2 separate regions of the Mus musculus genome follow, and region 2 is linked to region 1. Evidence: chromatin contacts called from public Hi-C data. All regions are on one chromosome and are shown on one strand. Each heading gives the region's core, a stretch centred on a gene start, on an enhancer-like site or on the middle of the called end of the contact. The rest is flanking DNA. Distances are from core to core; before and after follow the strand shown.

Region 1 (2,760 bases), core at 63-2,562:
CATTTCGAAATGAAGAAGGAAAAAAAATCCCTCGCAGGCATGGGTTTTAGTTAATTCCAGATGTAGTCAGGTTGACAACCAAGAACAGCCATCACAAGAGCAACAAGGATGAAGGAGCTGTCAGTAAGGTCTCAGGGCATCTACCAACAGAGCTCTGAGGGTGACAACTGGAATGGGGGGGGGGGGAAGCCCCACTGTGAATCACCGTGACAAAACAGACCTGCCCCAGGAGGAGGCTCTGTGCTCTCAGGCTGGTATTGCATAGGTACCAGGGGATACTGCCACAATCTCATGCATTTTGTTGACTCCTGGGACTCAAGTCCCTTAGTCCCTGGCACCCATATGGTCTAGGCCATGACACTGAGTTAGTGCCACATGCATGTGACATGGAGGCTGGCTGAGCATTCACCAGCCATTTTCTGAGGTTTTAAAAAAAAACTGTATTTTATGTGTGTGTGTGTGTGTTTCCACACGTGTACATGCATGGAGCCCACAACACATGTATGGAGGTCACATGACAGCTTGCAAGAGTCAGTTCTCCCCTTCCACAACGTGGACCTGAGGAATGAAACTCAGGTGCTCAGGCTTGACAGCAAGCCCCTTTAACCCTTGAGCCATCTTACTGGCCCCGTGTTTACTGCACAGTTTTGAACTTTCAGGGAACCAGATGGGTATGCTTTCTCTGTTCCCATTGTTCACAGGAAGCCTGGAGGACGCAGTGCTGGGGAACAGTTATCTGTGTTGCTGTAATGTCTGCATGTGATGGGGATTTGGGCATAGCTGATAACGTTTAGCGAAAGATGGAATGTCGCATAAGGTAAGGGCAGAAAGCAGGTGCAGTCCGTTTGGATGATTTTCTCAGTGCAACATGATGCAGATGTAGACAAAACACTGAGAAATCAAGATGCTGATAAAGGCAGAAGTATCCCATGTCTATGGACAGAAAGACAGCGTCATCAGAACATCAGCTTGCTCATCTTTACCTATAGGCTCAAGGTCAACCCAGCCCAGGCCCCACGTGGCTGTCTCAAAACAACAGTCAAGGTAGGCCTGCTCTCAGGTGGCAGACCCATTGTGTGCAGCACATGCTGTCACTTGTGCCATTATGAGCAATCCTACTTTTTTCCTTGCTGCTTATATGACTTTTGTGCTGTGAACATGTGTTACTTTTAACATTTGAGAGGAGCAGTAAATGTTTTTGAAGGGGGAAAAAATGCAGAAAGAACAGAAAGCAGGCCCAAGAGGGTCCAGGCAGATGATTTTAGCAGCTGAGTCTTTTCAGAGTGGCCTGGATGGGGCCCAGGAGTGTCACTGAGGCGGCTGCCACACGTCTCCTTCCTGGAGTCTGGCAGCCCCTCCTGTCCAGAGTTCTGACAGGGAGGTGGCCTGGGGTCCGGGCCCCTCTGTGATTCTCATCTGTGGAGATGGAAGGCCTGGGCAGCTTCCCATTTTCCATGGCTTAGATGGGTTGGGGGGATTATTTATCCAGCTGGGGTCCTTTATTTTAAAATGCTTATAAGATAAACGATGGAACAGGGATTGTTAAGAAATTCTACTGCAGCGTCTCAGAGTCAGGCCCCTGTCTGCAAGGCCGTCAGCAGGGAGGCCCGGGGTGTGTAGGAGCTCCTCCCACACTGCTCAGCCATCCAAGCCTGGATCTCCAGTGCCACCCCCCCCACCCCCCCCCCACCCCCAGGAAACACTTCTGATTGACTGAGCCCAGAAGGCTTACACGCTCCCTCGCACACCTCCACCTGCCCCGACCTGAGTTCCTGGGCTCCTCTTCCCTGGAAGGGAAGCCTGTGATGGAAGGGAAGTGGGCTGGACATGAGGTCAAGTGGCTTTTCTGTCACTTTCTGGTACTGGGACAGGCTTAGAGTAGACTCCCCAAAAGCTGACCAGGGACAAGATGATCTCAGGAAGCCCTGGTTGGGGAGAGAAGTGACAAGGGGTAGAAAGGTCCAGGCACAAACACTGTAGCAGGGTCTCTCTGGACACTGTGTGGGACATGCCTGTAGTGGCCACAGGAGACACAAGGAAGCTGCCTCTGTAGTTGTTCACCTGTAACAGAGAGCTATCATGGGCACAGCCTCCAGATCACAGGACATAGCCCAGGCTGGTCCTGTATCCATAGCTGGATGGGAAGAAGTGTATACAGGTGAGCTTGCACTGCAGGGGGGCACAGCAACCTAAGTCTTGCACCTGTGTCCTCTGGCCCCTCAGGAACACTGAGCTGTACCCAACATCCTGTAGAAAAGCAGCCTTTGATGAATGCCATGTGCTGAGGAGCCCAGGAATGGGTTGGTGAGTGAGGCCATCCTACTTTTCTCTTTAAGCCCAGAGCAGGGGTGGGGGAGTTTGAAGAAGAGTGTAGAGTTGGGGAGATCTGCGCCAGCTCCTCCCAGTCCTGGAAACAGCAAAGGCATCCATTCATTTATTCAGCATGGATTTATTGTCTTCTTCATCTGGCCATCCTCAAAGTAAAGCCAGCCCAAAGCTGGCAAAGGCCCCGAAGATCCAACTGTAGAGAGACGCCTCCCTGGAAGGTCAGAGCAGAGGACAGGTGGGGCCACTACGACTCCAGGGTTGGAATGCTATAGACTGAGGCTCACGTTTCAGCTCTGCTATCTTCGTGCCGTACCCTTGGGATAGTCCCTTTGCCTGGATGTGTCTCCTCTTTTGTAAGAATAAGAGACAAATATGGTTCCAGGGTCACTTGAGGATTTGATGACATCACGGACATCAGTGTTCAGTACAATG
Region 2 (2,891 bases), core at 352-2,851, 38 kb after region 1:
GATCCTGCCAATAGCCACAGGAATCCTGCCATTCTTAGTGATGGATGCCTGCCTGATCCTCAGACTGACATTCTCCTCTCTCTCCATAGCTCTGTGCCCTCCACAGTCTAGAAGTCTCGAGGGTACCAGAAGGTCTGCTTTATGCCATGCACTGATACACTGTTTCCAGTTAGGGACAGTCAGGCCAGAAAAGATTTTTTTCTTACAAATGGCTCAATCTGTAAAGAACAATTCCATTCTTACTGGTTTCTGCCCAGAACCTGATGTTAATAGTATCTGTCACATGGGAGAGCAGAGAAGAGTACACCAAACACAACCATGAAGGGAGCAGAGTAATGCAGGTGCCTGGCCACCCTGAAAACCCTCTGCCTCTCAGACAGCCAGGCCCAAGACAGGCACACAGAACCAGCACCCAGCACAGCCTGACAGAAGAAAACAGAGCAGGAATTGAAGACAGAGACCAGGAAAAGATTGCTTGACGCTCGTTCCCTTGTAAGTCACTGGAGGACTCTAAGAAACAGGAGTGTGGCTGGGTCAGAGCCTCACAGCCCACCAGACGCTACCAGGCTGCCACACTAGAGTTTAAGTCTAACTTTTTGTGACTTTGGGGACAGCATTTATCTCTTGGGGACCTCAGTTTCCCCATCTAGAAAGCCAGAGGGTTGTGTGAACTATTCTTAAAAGGCTGCCTAGTGGAAGTGGACAGATTCCCCTGGACCTCAGTTTCCTCAGAGTAAGGCTTTTTTGATTCCTGGTGGAGCTTACCAGAGGGACAGGCACCCTTCTGCAGCTGGCGCACTGGAGTCCCGGAGACCTGCAACGCACGACGGCTGGCGGCCTGCAGCGCGCACACGTCGGCATAAGTATGCCCGTCTGTGCCACACACAGTGTGGGTCCAACGGCAGCGGCACACGCCGCGCACGCACTCCAGACTGTCCCCGCACGGAGAGTCCAGGGGGCGGCCGCAGGGCTCGCCCTCGCTGGCAGCGCACACCAGGCAGCAGTTGCAGAGGTCAGGCACATAGCCCCCAGGGCAGCGAGGGCTCGGACAGCGCGACACGTCGCAGCGCGCAGGACACGGAGCCGCTGGGGGCTCCCGGGCCAGAGCCAACACAGCCAGCGTGGCCAGAATGGCCAGCGTGGCGGGGAGCAGCGCGCGCGCCTGCATCGCGGAGAGGCGGCGGCGCAAGACCCGCGGGGATACCGAGGCCCGAACCGCTCAGGCGCACTCTGGCCCGGAGCGCAAACAGGGCATGGTGTGGGGACTGACCCGGGCCTCTCTCAGCCGAGCTTCAGCAGGCGCTTAAAGGCCAAGACAGTCTGCCCTCGCTGGAAGGGGCGGCCCTGCCCGCCGCCAGCCCCGCCCCTGCCCCACGGGACCCCGCCCCGGCTGGTGGGGACCCACCCGGAGCCTCCTGCTCCCCGCTTGCCTGGTGTGCACTTTGGGTGACAGGTCTGCCGGCCCAGAATGAGGGTCTGGGAAAGGGGAGCTGCTTCGGAATACTCCAGTCCTAGCCAGGGACCTGACCGCAACCCCAGAGACATGAACAAGTCCAAATTCTGTCCCTAGCTCTCCTTCACAGAGGAACCCCTACTCTACTTGAGCAGCCAAGCTCAGCAAGGCCCCAAACCTAGACCCCTCCTGCTCTGCATCACTCCACCGGGCAACATTGGAGCGGATACTTAGAAAGCAGCCAGGTGCTCCCTTCCTCCCATCTTCAGCTGGAGGGGGGCCATCTGCCTTGGATCTATTCTGGGCTCTCTCAGATCTAGAACTCTGGTTGCTGCCTGTTGTCCTTCTGTTTCTTCTACAAGGATTACTGAGCACCTCCTACCTCAGAGTCGTTGGAAGTGCCAGGACACCAGGCAGTACCAGGACACCAGGCAGTGCAGGAACAGAAAGCACCTGCTCAACTTTCCCCAACACTTTGGTGCCTCCTCATGCAATCACCAAGCTACTTCAGACCCAGGACAGGTAGCAGGGTACAGGAGGTCAAGTTGCTAGTGGCTGGAGCTTCAGGAGTCAGAGGACCCAACAGAGCCTCCCTGGGAGGTGGCCCTAGACTGAATGAATCCGTTGTTCCAGGGGCTGGAGAACCTGGTGTGCAACTCTGGAGGGAAAGAAAGCATAGTAGAGTAGCTTGGCAGGAAGCTGTTACCTTCTGCAGTTTCTCAACAGCACTGGAAACAGGTAGCACACTGGAGGGTGTGTGGTGTGGTGTGGTATGGTGACACCTCTGCTTCCATGAGTTGATAAAGCCACACATACCTTGGATGGATGTTGGTGGAGGGCAGAGGAGGAAGGCCTGGGGAGCAGTCTGGTTCCAGGTCTGGGAAAAGCCCAGTAGCCAGGAAGCAGAGTGGCCTCATCAGACTGAGTTGTTTGGGAAAAAAGGAAGTGGGGTTCCAGGTGTGAGCACTCACCTAGTAGAGGTGGTAGTGTATGTGTGTGTGGTGTATTGGGGGGGGGGTAGTGATGTTGTGGTGTTGTGTGTGAGGAGGGGGAAAGCATTACTTTCTCTTAACAGAAGTGCAGGCCAGGTCTCCCTCCGGACTTCTCCAATGCAGATGGGGAAATGATGCAAACAAGGTTTTGCTCTACCGTGTATGTCATGGCAAGCTGTTCCACATGTTTGAGTAGGTTCCCTGTGCCCTCCTACCCCTGGGGTGAGTGTGGGGGCCTCAGAGTGAGGCTGGAAAATGACAGTGAGTTACAGGTTTCACTCACATTCGCTTTGTCCGAGGTCTCGAGTCCAACTTTTTCCCTCTGGGTCACATCATCCTCCCTGGTCACCTGACCTGACCCTTACTATGGCTGCATAAATGCTTTCAGTCACCTGTACAGAAGGGAAGCCGAGGCTTGGAATTAAAGGATAGACACAGCTGTAGCC

The links. Hi-C and Micro-C count contacts between places; a contact is called where the count stands out from the background.
Region 2: a Hi-C map of uterus shows a contact between it and region 1, with 2.3 times the contacts expected there. The contact joins the promoter of Htra3 here to the enhancer-like site in region 1. A contact is called at or near these places in 5 of 39 promoter capture datasets (the C10 cell line, embryonic stem cells, liver and 1 more), 22 of 484 Hi-C or Micro-C datasets (B cells, the HL-1 cell line, bone marrow-derived macrophages and 10 more), 8 of 115 datasets of contacts at active chromatin or transcription factors (the HPC-7 cell line, T-cell acute lymphoblastic leukemia, embryonic basal ganglia and 5 more) and 4 of 9 other capture datasets (adipose tissue, liver, macrophages and 1 more).

What each region holds. Positions count from the first base shown.
Region 1 is chr5:35,640,794-35,643,553 of GRCm38.p6, forward strand. No RefSeq gene overlaps it. Among named protein-coding and RNA genes, the nearest start is that of Htra3, 38 kb to the right of the region's middle. Within about 2 kb of position 1,313, at least 6 of the 459 cell types and tissues checked have an H3K27ac peak or open chromatin away from gene starts, as enhancers often do. A contact at or near this core is called in muscle stem cells and uterus, where this site is marked.
Region 2 is chr5:35,678,179-35,681,069 of GRCm38.p6, forward strand. Htra3 (HtrA serine peptidase 3) reads right to left here and starts at 1,602. Exons shown (of 9, transcript NM_030127.3): 1 at 766-1,602. The coding sequence starts at 1,168.